2 separate regions of the Hordeum vulgare genome follow, and region 2 is linked to region 1. A link is a contact called in public Hi-C data. All regions are on one chromosome and are shown on one strand. The core of a region is the stretch at or near the end of the contact, and the rest is flanking DNA. Distances in the headings are between cores, read along the strand shown.

Region 1 (7,505 bases), core at 2,635-5,134:
ATTTTGACATGAAAACTTGTAAGAACCTACAAAGTTTGACCATCTTATATATTGCAAAGTTTCAGATTCTTTTGAATTTTTTTTTATTTTTTTGATTTTACTGTTCATAGAGGATGCCTAGGCACCCGGGTGCTGTTACACCTTTCTCCATGTGTATTGTGATGCAGAGGCTTTCCTTGCTTTGGCTGCGACTCAACTGCATCAAAGTTCAAAGGAGGGCATTTTACTTCTTTTTTTCCAGGGTGGGCTTTTTACTTGTACCACGTGTTTATGGTATCTATTTATGCAAGGAAAAACGGTTTCAATTTCATTGATGTGCAGCGAATCAACCTATAGTTAGATGGTTAGAGAGGAGTAATGCATTTGGATCTCAAGCAAGACTAATTCTAGCCTTGCCGAGCCAGGATGGCTGTTTGGTGGAATAGAAAAAAGCTAGCTTTGCCTAGCAAACTAGCCTGCATAGGCTAGAAAATCCATGCCCGGACTGGAGAGCCAATTTGGCTCGCCTCCATCGGCAAAAATTGAGCACAAGTCTATCAAGCCAGTAACTGCTGCTGTGATCGTGGTTTAGTGGAGGCTAGGCAAATAAACCAAACAAGTAGCCTTGCTCATATGAGCTATACTTCGGATGAGATAGAATCCTATTGCCTGGCTGGGATGTTTAGTTAGAGAACCGGTTCAAAAAAAAGTTTAGCTAAAGAACCAAATTGCCAAAAACCATCACAATTGCGTCGCTCGGTGCGAAATAACACCGTTTACATAAAAGTTTGTCAGAAACACGATTTCAAGTAATCGAAAGCACTAACTGATCGGTTGGCCGTGTTTTGACAGCGAACTTGACGTCCTAGCCCCACCAGTCAGGGCCACATGGTCGTTTATTAACACAGTACAGATGCAAGCGCTTATATACACGCGTATACACTCACCCTATAACGCACACACATACATCCTATCTCTATGAGAATCTCTGAGAGACTGAGCCGGCGTATCATCTTGAGATTTACAAAGTTATCGTAGGCGCCTCGTCGTCGACGGAAAAGTCTCCTCCCATTGAAAGTGTATCGCAGGAAATCCTGAAATAAATCCAGAAATAATGCAAGCAGTAGGACTTGAACCCTGAAGGGTTGGGGTATACAACTGTCCCTCTAACCATCCAATCACAGGTTGGTTTGCAGGGCCACGTAGTCGTTAACGTAGCTCGCATTGACCTGGTCTAGCTAGGCCAAGACAATTTGACTAATTTTCAATGATTTTGCCTTTTTTATAGAGCTCCTTGACAGTTATTTGACCGACAAATTTTGCAAGTGCCCGTAACATTTGTTGTTGATCATACCCATAAAGTTTCAGAATTTTTTGAAATATTTTGCTATGTTTTCTTGCATGGGTGCACTGAGCAGGGGTGTAGAAAAATCACTCTCTATATGTCTATCTTGAATATTTCAAATAGTTCAAATAATAAATAGAATATCCAGAGAAGCTAACTACAAGCATTTGATCTTTGAACTAAGAAAGGAAGGAAATGTATTTGGGAAGTGGAGATTTTTATCTCGAGCTCAAATTCGGTGAAAAGTAAAACCGAAAAAAATATGAATTATTTTTGGTTAAACATTGACAAAAATTTTACGTTCCCACAACATTTTGAACTGAACTCATATTTGTGAAAGTCATGGCAAAAAGAACAAAATTGATGCTCCAAAGTGTTATTTTTGAAAGCATTTTGGAGGGCTGATTTTGTTTGTTTTGGCACGACGACTTCGACGAATGTATTTTCAGTATGAGAACTTGTGAGCATGTAAAGCTTTTGTCAATGTTTGCACCCAAAAAAATGGTTCCTCCACTTTTTACCATTCTACTAGACCATTTCTGCCCTGCCATCCATCCTGACCAAACTTTTGTCATTGTGAATTTACGACTGTTAAATAGAAATAGGACCACCATATCCCACGTATAAAGAATTGCATTGCCCCATTCACTCTCTTTTGTACTCACTTCTAGGTTCCCTCTCTTTAAATATTAATTACTTCTCCTTTATTTATAAGCTAGTAGTATTCTTGTTGTGAGACCACCTCGGGTAGTACATCCGCTTTGGAGGATCCATGCCAGGACACGATATTGTTGGGTTCTGGTGCTCAAACTCGTCAGAAGCAAAACTGCAGACATGCATGGACAGTTTGTGTTGGACGGTTCTTTTTATCTTTGCTAGATACTTGTTCAAGTAGTTAGTTCGGCATGAGAGGTTTCAGAAAAGGAAAATATGCGAAGTGTCTATGAAAAGCTTGCAGACATCTTCCACAATCCTCCTGATGACCACATGGATCGAGGGTGAGGCACCCTCAAACACTATAGAGTTCCTGTGCTTCCACATTTCCCAGAGGAATAGGGTGACAAATGCTCTCACGGCCTTTGGCTGTTGGATCACAGGCCGGAAACACACGCGTACACAGTGGAGAAGGAAACACAGGGAGACCCACACGAGAGAATTTTTTTGTGCCGGTTAACTTCCTTCTCGGCTTTTCTTCCTTTATACTTCTATCTCTCATTATTCGGTTACAGAAGGGAAAACGTGGCTTGTAGGGATCCTACAAACGCGCCACGATCCGGTTAGCTCGTGCCATCCCACGAGCTCCTGAACGTGTCTACCACGCGATGCTAAACAGAAGGAAACAGCCCGATGCAAACGGATGCATCTCATCATGCCCATGCAAATGCATGCACGGCTCGTGCCTAACTAACTAGCTAACAAAGAATAATGATAACTAGACGTGACATGAAGAGCCTACTACTCAACTAATGCAACCACCTAATGACTAGTGTAATATCTGAACCAAACCATGTAACAAGATTAGCACTAACATTGGCTTGGCGGCGCACCAAACTGCTAGCGTATCCTGCATCGCGGGTGCCCAAGCTGGCTTGCCGATAGTGCTCCCTAAATCGTCCTCACAAAAATGCACGTGACAACATATAGATGTGATTAGACTATCAAGTACAAACAGTACACTGCAGATGTAAATTGGCAGCCCGGGACAATACACAGTAAAAAAAATTTCAAAAAGGAGGCCTTGCCCCGTTTACATCTTTTTCTTCATACTGATAGATGTAAGCAGTACACTGCAGATGTAAACTGTTTGTATTTATATACAGGCTATCAAATACACAATAAATGTAAACAGTACACTGCAGATGTAAACTTTTTCCTCAAATACAAACAATACACTGCAGATGTAAACCGATCCTGGGACACATTGACAGTCGTTTTCATCTCTGGAAACTGCAGAAAGTGAAAGAATAGAAGCATTATACCGTCCACTATCAAAGTTCAAACCTTTGTCTACTTGCAATGCATGTTTATCTTTTCTCTGTTGCAACAAAAGAATTTGTGCTAGTATACTTCTTTCAAAAGGATTCGTTTCGGTTTTCTTGATGTGCAACTTGGCATGCTGAATCCCGAGTTAAGTAAAAGTCATGGTTTTGGAAGATTAATGTGTCAACCTAAGGGCAGCAGATTGAAGTTGTCTTTGCGGTGCGTCTTTGATCTAAGATAGGGATCATGATAGGGATCGTATGTGCTAAGATGAATTTATTAATCGGCAGCATGATGACAATGTATTAAGTTAGAAAATGACCATGCGCGTAAACCTGATAATTATGTAGTGCAAGATGGCGACATGGACAGCTGAACAAATCTTGGCACTAGATTAATCAGTAGTTAATAATGTTTGATGATTGAAATATTATTAATCATATGGTGACTAGATGAAATGAACTAGCTGGGATAGACGAGTAGAAAAGCAGGCAGGGTTCATGCTGCAAGTGGGACAATCCATGGGAGGCCCGCATCCGCCCGACATCTGCCATATAGGTTAAGCAGGAGGCCCGCATGTGCCCACATAATTTCCGCAGGATAAGTGGGCATCCCACATCCCACATAAATGATTAGGCTCAGTTGAAACTATTGTATTCAAACAAAATACTCCTGCTGCTGCCTAAAAGTGATGTATTACTGATGTATCGTAGTTCCTATTGATCAGTTTGGGTATAACAACTAACTTAAAACATCAAACTAAGGTTTCGAACTTGTCGCATCTAAAAATCATCTCATCGGAATGACACGAACTACAATAAAATTTCAAACACAAACGAAGTACAGTCCACGGTCCACTGCTTGATTCCTCGATCCTTCATGTTTATGCCTGAGACATTTTCATACACAGATCCATCATGAGCTGGAATCTTGAGGTCAGTCCGTCAGGGGTATATGCAAAAATCTATGAACAAAAAAAAGACATGAAGAAAACCTCTAAAAACAGTACCTACAATTGACATTGTTAAGTTTGGCATGAGCTTGATCAATCAGATTTTCTACCAGATAATTTCTCAGCAATGTTAACATGGGAATCAAAACATTTATGTTGATTAACCAGAAGGTTACTGTTTTTCAGAACTGATGCAAACTGGAAAATTCTTGGAATAGTAATAGACATCACAGAAAAAGTGGATTCATGCATACTGAGGATAATTACCAACTGATGCAAACCGAGTCCAATTACCAAGTTAGTAAATGCATCAAAAGTGGATTTATTCACAGATTTGAACAATAGCAAATCAGAAACTGTTACTGGATTGATGATACCGATGTAAACTTTTTTCAGAACTTGAAGCCAATTCTGATGCCATCTCTTTGTAGCAAGAAAAATCAGGATTTTACCTTATATAGTACCCCATGCACACACAACGATCACTACAGATTCAGAAACAACATGAGCCAAGAAGCAGTGCTAATCACTACTCTGGCAAACAATAAAAATACCCTAAGGTCCCTAACTAGCTAACAGCCTAACTTGGTGTCTCTGACTACTGTTTGCGTTTGCAGTTTTCAATTGTGTGAGACTGAAATTTGTAAACCCTCAAAATAGTCCAAATTTCCAAACAATTTCGTGAGATCAATTAAATTTTGTTTTTTGAATAAATTTGAATTTCAACAACTAGATAAGAAGGCGTAGCCGCACAACGTAGACATCATTCATTCTTTTCCTGATGGTTAGTCCATTTTCAACTACTAACTGGTCAAGGTAGCTAGGTCAAACTTTTTGACAAAAATATATTGGGTGCAAAATAATCAGAAATGTAAGTGGCCCATGAATCAAACTCTAGACCTAGTGAGTAGGAGAACAATAATGACCTACCGAAAGGTATATTTACTATAGAACGATCAAAGTCCTTGTCTAGCATAAAAATTTAAAACTACCAAAACTTTCTGAGCGAAACATACAAGGTTCGCTCACCCTCGAAATGGACGAAATTTCAGTGAATTTTTTATACCACTCAGAAGACTATTTTTGTTGGTTCGGTTGTTCGAGATTGATTGATAACTTGGGTTGAATGTTGAACTATTACAAGAGCATCGAGCTGGGGTAAAGTGGATGCTTGATATGTTGTTGTTCACGGTCGCACTGATGTTCCGTCCACTCAACATTCCATAACATTCTATACTGTTCTAGGTTTCAGAATTTTTCTTTTGCCGATGTTAGCTCCGAGATTTTCAAATGGGATTTAGACAACAGAATCGGTTTGCCACTGTTTGCCTGCAAAAAATAAAAATCGTCATTTACCACGCGAAATAATACCGTGCGAAGTGCCACGAAAGAGTTACAAGACACATTACTGTGGCTGATGTCATCATTCCCTCGGTGCTCCACATTCAACACTCACCATTGTCTCTTGCAACGCCACCCCGTCTTTTGTGATTGGGCCTTGCGATTGTCGGTCAAGTAACCACCCTGGAGAAAAGAAAGCATGAAATGAACATGGTGAGTACTCAGATCAAGGGGTAGTATATAAACCCGAAGAAAGTACAATAATTGGGTTAAATACTAGAGGGGAGTAAATAGCATAAAACGACCACATTTTGTGGAAAGAGTTTCAGAAAACTATCACTTCTTCAAAATTTCCTAAAGCTACCACAAAATTGGTTTTTATTTAAAAAAAACATGTTGCATTGATGACTATTTGTTAGTTAATTTTAATTGCATTTATGATAAATTGGGTCCACTCTTCAGCTTTGATTGTTAGGTTGACCGTTATGACAGGTGAAACCTACGTGTCGGTTGCTTTTAAAAAAAAGACAACAATCGGGTCCCCGTGACTTTCAGAAAAGAAAGCAATCGATCATGTTACTTTTTTAAGAAAGCTATCCGGTCAATATTAGTACTTTTAAAAAACAATTAGGTCTCTATTAGATTTTTTTAAAGGCAATCACGTCCTTGTCCCTGTGTGTCGTCCATGGCCGTGGCCAGCCATGGCTGTTGCGGCCTTGGTTGCGTCCGTCGCGGCGATGGTCGGGAGTGGTGTTGCCCACCACTATTGTTGCCCGTTGTCGCTTGCGCCAGTGTCCATTGGTGTTGCGTGTGTCGCTGCTGCTGCTTGTAGTTCACTAGTAGAAAAAGGACCTATTGTCCCGGTTCGTGAGGGCCATTTGTCCCGGTTTTTGAACCGGGACTAAAGTGTCGGTACTAATGCCCTAAACCTTTAGTCCCGGTTCTTGCATAAACCGGGACAGATGGGCCTCCACATGGCCTGTGCGGCGAGCCCACGCAGGAGGCCCTTTGGTCCCGGTTGATGGCACCAACCGAGACCAATAGGCATTCACGCGTCAGCATCTCAGGTGCTGGGGTTTCTGTTTTTTTTTTGAAAGGGGGGAGGGTTTGGGGGTTTTGGAGGGTTAATTTAGGTGTTTCATATATTGTGTTAGCATGCTAATTAATAGAGAGTAGTGTCCTTTCTTATCTCCATGCTTGGTCGACGCTACGTACTATACATATAGAGAGGACTAGACACGCTAGCTAGTTAAGCAAATGAAGGAAACAGAAGATCGTCATGAACAGATGCATACAAAGAGAAGTGATATCGACCACCTCTCCTTCTCTGAGAGATTGGTCGAACAACAAGTTCTCGTATATCTATCCGACGCTACTGGCTACATATATACAATATAAGTATCTTTTATAATATAATCTCCTAATTAAAATTGAACCCTGCATGGTCCACATAGTATTCTCCGTCTTTAGCGATCACGTGGTCAAGAAAGAATGCCGTCAATTCCTCTTGAATTCCTCGCATATGATCTGGTGCTAGGAGTTCATTTCACATTCGAAATATCTAATTTGAAGAAGGGGGTCAATACATATATATGAATAAATGAAACTGAACACAAATGATGGTAATAAAATAAAATTGTGAATATAATTATTTACGCACTTCATATTGTTTCTCGGAGTAGCCCCGCTCACAGGTCGTGTGGCGGATGGACTCACAAATGTAGTATCCACAGTAATTAGTCCCTTCTTCCTGCCACAACCACTTTACAAGAAATAGAGGTCAATCAAACTGATAATTAGCAAGCATGCGAAATGGTATTGATGAAACTAGCGCTTGAATCACTCGGAGATGCGTGGAACATATATGCTACTATAGTACTTACTTTCGGGTGTCTAAACTGCAGCTTC
Region 2 (7,505 bases), core at 3,542-6,041, 190 kb after region 1:
AGATGAGGCGTTTGAACCGTTCAAAAAGCTCAAGGCTGCAACAGAGATGGAACACAAGCTGAAGGTTCGCGCTCTACGGACAGATCGCGGTGAGAGTTTATGTCGAACGAGTTCAACGACTACTGCGACAAGATTGGCATAAAAAGGTTCCTCATGGCACCTTACACGCCGTAGCAGAATGGGGTCGCTGAAAGGCGCAATCGAACCGTCGTTGACATGACAAGGAGTTTACTCAAGAGCAAGAACCTGCAAGGGACTTTTTGAGGAGAAGTTGTCTCGACGACGGTCTATCTTCTCAACCGGGCTCCAACGAAGGCGGTGATTGGCAAGACTCCATATGGAACAATTTACAGATATAAGCCAAATGCATCTCATCTACGGACGTTTGGATGTGTGGCACATGTGAAGACAGCGGAGCCGCATCCATCAAAGCTTGCCGGTCGTAGTACCAAGATGGTGTTCATCGGATACAAGAGGAGTTCCTACACCAAGGCATACCGCTTTTACGATCCACAAACCAAGCGTCTACGGATTTCACGCGACGTTGTGTTTGAAGAAAACCAAGCGTGGAATTGGAGCGCCGCAGCCGACGATACTCCAAACAGTAACATATTCACAGTTGAATTTTCAACTGACGATGATGCAAGAGAGGAGGTCCAGGTGGTTGGCAAGACGCCCAACCAAGGTGACCACAATGGTATTGATCATCATGGTGCCAATACCGGGACAACGTGCATAGGTCGCAAGGAGATTGCGACAACGACGCGCACGGCACGGGTGGAGATCTTGACAACGAGGCGCATAGTGACAACGACAATCAAGATGATGGTCACGGTCACGACAACTACGTCGACGACGCGGATGTCGATGACACGCCTGGGACTCAGTTGTCTTCCTCGAGTGCATCAACACCGATACAATTTGTGTCACCTCCTTCGCAAGCCACAATGGACTCTTGAGGCCTTGTCGCTACAAGACCCTCAAGAAAGTCTACAAGTACACAAAGCCAGTTACGCTCGAGTACTCCGGACTATGTCTGCTCGGAGTTGAGGAGTCGGTGAACTTTGTAGAGGCGAGCAAAAGTCCTAGCTGGACGTACGCCATGGATGAGGAGATGAAGGCGATTGAGAGCAATGGCACGTGGACTTTGGTAACCCGACCTCCGAACCAAAAGGTGATAGGTTTGAAGTGGGTTTACAAGTTAAAGAAGGACACAGAGGGTGCCATTGTGAAGTACAAGGCAAGATCCATTGCAAAGGGCTACGTACAACGTCAAGGAGTTGACTATGATGAGGTGTTTGTACCGGTTGCTCGACTTGAGATGGTGAGAGTGCTCCTAGATTTGGCAGCACAATAGGATTGGAAGGTTCATCATATGGATGTTAAATCCGCTTTCCTCAACGGCAATCTCACAGAAGAAGTGTACGTGGAACACCCCCTCGGTTGCGAGAAGAAAGGCGAAGAAGGGAAAGTTTACAAGCTTAAGAAGGCACTTTACGGGTTGAAGCAAGCGCGAAGAGCTTGGAACTCAAAGTTGGATCGAAGTTTGGTCTCGCTCGGGTTCAAAAGATATCCCCTCGAGCACGCAGTCTATAGAAAGAACTCCAAAGGCTTAAACCTGCTAGTTAGAGTTTATGTCGACGATCAGATTATCACCGGAGATAGCGTACAATAAATTGAACGTTTCAAGGCGCAAATGAAGAACAAGTTTAGCATGAGCGATCTGGGATTATTGAGCTATTACTTGGGCATCGAAGTGAAGCAAAGCTCCGGAGATATTTCCCTATGTCAATCGGCTTACACGGTCAAGTTATTGGACAAGTGTGGCATGTCAGATAGCTACGAGACACAAGTTCCAATGGACCAACATCACAAGTTGAGAAAGCGTAGCTCAAATCCGCCGGTGGACACCACAATGTATCGAAGCGTTGTGGGCAACCTAAGATACTTGGTGCATACCTGATCTGACTTGGCTTATTCCCTCGGGATCGTGAGTCGTTTCATGGAGAATCCAACAACCGAACACATGAACGCGGTCAATCAAATCCTACGCTATGTGAAAGGCACAATTAATCTTGGTTGCACATACAAAAAAGGAAAGGAAGGATTGGTCCTTCGTAGATATTCAGATAGCGACATGGCAACTGATGTTGATGACCGAAAGAGCACAACGGGCATGGTTTTCTACCTTGGTCCGAATCTGAGCTAGAATTCTCAGAAGCAAAAGGTTGTGGCACTATCTTCATGCGAGGCTGAATACATAGCGGCAAGCACGACGGCTTGTCAAACAGTGTGGTTGAGAAGACTACTAGCTATTCTTGCGAAGCGAGAGGTGCAAAAGGTGTCATTGAAGATCGACAACCAAGCTGCAATCTCATTGTGCAAAAATCTGATTCATCGCGAAAGGAGAAAGCACATAGATACCCGGTTTCACCACATCCGGGAGTGCATTGAAGAAGGGATGATCAAGGTTCAGCACGTAAATACTAAGGACCAGCTTGCCAATATTTTCACCAACTCCCTCGGTCGACAGAAGTTCATCAAGATGAGGAAGAAAGTCGGAGTGCAAGCAATGGAGACAAAGCAACCAGATTAAGAAGGTGAATGTAAGAATTAATATAGTTGTAGTTGTAGTATTAGGTATAGTCATGTATTAGTCTAGTCCTAGTGCTAGTCCTTTTGTTTTTACGTTTGAAAACCGGATTCGTGTATGAATCAGGATCTCCGTCGTGTTGGCTGCCGAGTCCTGCAGCGCATTGGACGGGACCTGTATAGAAATAAACGAAAAGGTGCAAGTTTACGCACCATCAAAATAGTTTTCTATTGACGTTCGATCAGAGATTGATTCGATCCAGTGCGGTCGAGTTAGCTTCTACCAGGTCGTGTCGCGTCCATCAAGCTGCTAGCTTGCTTGCTTGTTATAGCTTTGCTGCACGTACACGTCCTAGCTAGGAGTTTTTATCTAGCGATCCAAAGCCAACAGTACTCTGACTTTCCTTTGGCAGCTTCGATAACCCAAGTCGTCTTGAATATTTCAAACACCTCTTCTGTAATTGTCGGATTATCCTTTACAATCTCTGAGTAGGGTTTCTTTTTGTCGATGATCTTTGCTTTCATCCTTAATTTCCAGGAGGACAACGTGCCGCTAAGTTGCCCATGGCGCGTTTGTTTATCTTCTTCATTGCCCGGTCTTTATCTGGATGAGTATAGTTTTTTTCATCCCGGCCCGGGAACAAGAATACCTGGTGCAGCTTCCTTAGAAGGAGGTGCTTCATATCTGTTATCTTCTTTAATTTCTCATCGTTGATGGTGGCGGTTTTCCGTAGGATGCAGCCTATTTGATTGTCGTTGCACGCGCGCTTCCGCAAGCAAGTTTGGCTCAAAATTGTTGGAGTCTACCTCCGCGACCACCAGTCTAGTACTGATGAGCTTGTTTGGGCGTCGTATCCTCTTCGGTTTCGGTTCTATACGGGCTTCGCAAGTCTCAGTGCCGATCTCGGTCTCAGCGCTAGTCTCGGCGCCGGTCTTGATGTCGGTCTCAGTCTCGGATGTGACAGGTGGGCCCCGCAAGAACCATTGCTCGTCGAGAAGGTTCAAATAAGCGTATGCCGCCTCGTAGGCGTTGCAATCACAAAAAACTTGTCCTTCATCGTTGCTAGCCATGTTTCCCACGATTAAATCTAGTCAATTAATTCTAGACCTAATAAAATGAATAATGACATAAAAAATTCCTATGTTTTGCAGGAACGTTGATTCATTCCCGGTGCGATAAATCTCAGGCACTCGATATGTCGTAATTTGTAGAAAAAGTCATGCCAAAATTCACGGAAAATTTCAGCATGACCTTTGCTAAAAAGTGGACAAATCGAGCACCTGAAATTGCTGAAACGAAAATGAAACAACATTCCAACAAAACATAGGCCACTCGGCTTCATTCCCTGTAAACAACAAAAGGCCACTTGGTCACAATCAAACCACTTCAACGTATCAGACTATAGATAACAAGTGTTTCCCTTTAAGTTTTGCATTAATGAAAAATTACATTGTCCAAAATGTTACACACCAATAATTTGCACCGATATCATCCATCAGAAAAATGTATAGATACACTTGTTGAGATATCGCTTTTCATTAACTTATCATCGATCCAAGATAAGAGATAAATTGGCTTATCGGCCGACCTATCGATAAAACGGTCAATCTATTGATTTTTTATCAATCAACAATTTATCGACGATAAATTGGCTTATCGGCCGATCTATCGATAAAACGGCCAATCTATTGATTTTTTATCAATCAACAATTTATCGACGAGGTTTTTAAGAAACCTTAGGTTTTTGTATCATCAGGATCGATCAACATGGCAAACCCGTAAGCCATGTCATCCATATTTCACATAAGCAATAGGAGATGTACCAGAAGTAGCCATAATATGTTGGATCCCGCAGATTTATCTGCGAATATCGACAAGGTAAATGCCGAACCGTTTATCAAGTCTTGCACCAGTCAGCAACCAGAAAACATGTGCCAAAAGCAGAGATCAAATGCATCAGAAAGATAGCAAGAAACCACCGTATAACAAAACAGCAAACATCAGGCAGAGTTATCAAAGGTGTCCGAAGACTCGACCTCCAGAATTATACACCGAATCCTGGGCTCACTTATTTTTCATAGTTCACCAAAGCTGCTGCGCACCAGAAGTTCAAAGATACAAACGATAATACTGCATCACAGTACGGTAGACAGAGACAGACTCCATTGGAGGACACATAATGGACAGGGGCTTGTGAACCCAGAGACAGAAGCAGTTCCATGGCCAGGAGCCTACTGGCCACCGCGGAGACGGAGCACCAAGTGAAGGGTGGACTCCTTCTGAATGTTGTAGTCCGCCAAGGTACGGCCATCCTCAAGCTGCTTACCAGCAAAGATGAGACGCTGCTGGTCCGGGGGAATGCCTTCCTTGTCCTGGATCTTTGCCTTCACATTGTCGATGGTGTCCGAAGACTCCACCTCCAATGTGATGGTCTTGCCCGTGAGGGTCTTTACAAAGATTTGCATGCCACCACGAAGGCGGAGGACAAGGTGGAGGGTGGATTCCTTCTGAATGTTGTAATCCGCAAGGGTGCGGCCATCCTCAAGCTGCTTGCCGGCGAAGATTAGACGCTGCTGGTCCGGTGGAATGCCCTCCTTGTCCTGGATCTTGGCCTTGACGTTGTCGATGGTGTCCGAGGACTCAACCTCCAGGGTGATGGTCTTGCCGGTGAGGGTCTTCACAAAGATCTGCATACCACCGCGAAGCCTGAGCACCAGGTGGAGGGTGGACTCCTTCTGGATGTTGTAGTCCGCAAGGGTGCGGCCATCCTCGAGCTGCTTGCCGGCAAAGATTAGACGCTGCTGGTCCGGTGGAATGCCCTCCTTGTCCTGGATCTTGGCCTTGACGTTGTCGATGGTGTCCGAGGACTCAACCTCCAGGGTGATGGTCTTGCCGGTGAGGGTCTTCACAAAGATCTGCATACCACCGCGAAGCCTGAGCACCAGGTGGAGGGTGGACTCCTTCTGGATGTTGTAGTCCGCAAGGGTGCGGCCATCCTCGAGCTGCTTGCCAGCGAAGATGAGACGCTGCTGATCCGGTGGAATCCCCTCCTTATCCTGGATCTTGGCCTTGACGTTGTCGATGGTGTCCGAGGACTCCACCTCCAGGGTGATGGTCTTGCCGGTGAGGGTCTTGACGAAGATCTGCATACCACCACGAAGCCTGAGCACCAGGTGGAGGGTGGACTCCTTCTGGATGTTGTAGTCCGCAAGGGTGCGGCCATCCTCGAGCTGCTTGCCAGCGAAGATTAAACGCTGCTGGTCCGGGGGGATGCCCTCCTTGTCCTGGATCTTTGCCTTGACGTTGTCGATGGTGTCAGAGGACTCGACCTCAAGGGTGATGGTCTTGCCAGTGAGGGTCTTGACGAAGATCTGCATACCACCACGAAGCCTGAGCACCAGGTGGAGGGTGGACTCCTTCTGGATGTTGTAGTCTGCAAGGGTGCGGCCATCCTCGAGCTGCTTGCCAGCGAAGATTAGACGCTGCTGGTCCGGGGGGATGCCCTCCTTGTCCTGGATCTTTGCCTTGACATTGTCGATGGTGTCAGAGGACTCGACCTCAAGGGTGATGGTCTTGCCAGTAAGGGTCTTGACGAATATCTGCATCTGTAAATACAAAGCAAAGCAGACATAACCAGAGTAAGTTATGGTACAGGGATATGTGCAGTACGTCAAAACAATAGAACAACCAGATGGCCACCACCATGCCACAAAGATGAAATTGCAACAGAGATGAAACCAGCTAGAGAGCGAACTGCCCAGGAGCTGCCCCACTACAACAAGCCAATGGATTGACAGAGCATGCAGTGCTAAATCTTTAGCAGGACTATATATTAGCATATCTACTTGCACAAAGTAAGTAATATATATTAGCATAAGTAATCTAGTTGTACCGAGAAGCTGGTTAAGAAGTCTAGAAACCAACAGCAATATCAGCAAACCGACATGATTTTAGGAGTTGAATCAATGCCCAAGCCAACTACGGATACTACAAAGCCAAACTACAAAGCTAGCAAATCACAGGTGTATAACTTATCAGGGCTACAAAATCAGAAGCTAGCTACCTATAACTAGACAGATTAATCGAATTAACAGCAATTGCATCCCAATAACACCACGAAGGTGTATCATGAGCGGTACAAAATCATAAATCCATAAAATTACTAGAAGATTAATCATAAATCCACAACAATACAACTATACAACTAGACGAGATGAAGCGACCCAACAGCAACCGCACGAGAATCGGCACATCTACTCGAAAATCGTGGCATAATCCAGAGAGATTTAACTACAACCGAGCCTAGTCAACCTCGAGTACCCGAACGAGCTGTAATAATCAATCAACGGCAATAACGCCTCGACCAACAGATCTACTCAAAACAACAACCGATCAACACGCACATGACGTGAAGGAGGAGAAGAGATCGGAGGCTCGCATCGCATACCTTGAGGAGAGAGGAGGACAGAGGCTTCGCTTCGCTTCGATCGGAGGAGATTTCCCGGCGAGATCGGAGAGGGGACTGGATCGGATTGGGTCGGATGTGTGGGGAGGAGACGGGAGGGGGCGGGGAATTTATAGCCGAGCCGGCTCGGACGGGAGCGGTGGGAGGAAGGAAGAAGAACCACGGCACGGCACGCGTGGCGTGTGCGGATAGGAAAAGGAGATTCCAAGACTGACGCCGTTTGGTGCCGTGAAGGGTTTGGCTGGTTGGTGGCCGTTTGAGCTGTTGGACACCATTTTTTTTTAAATAACCACATATATTTTATTAGACAAACATATTACAGAGTATATACGTAGAGACATACACAAAAAATTTACATTTTTATCAAGAATTTCACAGCAAGAGAAAATAAAATTTTATTAATAGAGAACCTTGTGTCTTGCCGAATCGTTGTCCACCTTTGTTTAC

Evidence for each region. A called contact is a pair of places that touch in the nucleus more often than the background predicts.
Region 2: a Hi-C map of leaf shows a contact between it and region 1, with 10 times the contacts expected there. The contact joins two enhancer-like sites. A contact is called at or near these places in 2 of 6 Hi-C or Micro-C datasets (both in leaf) and 1 of 1 datasets of contacts at active chromatin or transcription factors (embryo).

Annotation. Positions count from the first base shown.
Region 1 is chr7H:586,483,462-586,490,966 of MorexV3_pseudomolecules_assembly, forward strand. No RefSeq gene overlaps it. Among protein-coding and RNA genes, the nearest start is that of LOC123413175, 46 kb to the left of the region's middle. Within about 2 kb of position 3,885, at least 1 of the 3 cell types and tissues checked has open chromatin away from gene starts, as enhancers often do.
Region 2 is chr7H:586,670,565-586,678,069 of MorexV3_pseudomolecules_assembly, forward strand. It overlaps the pseudogene LOC123413276. Among protein-coding and RNA genes, the nearest start is that of LOC123411476, 68 kb to the right of the region's middle. Within about 2 kb of position 4,792, at least 3 of the 3 cell types and tissues checked have open chromatin away from gene starts, as enhancers often do.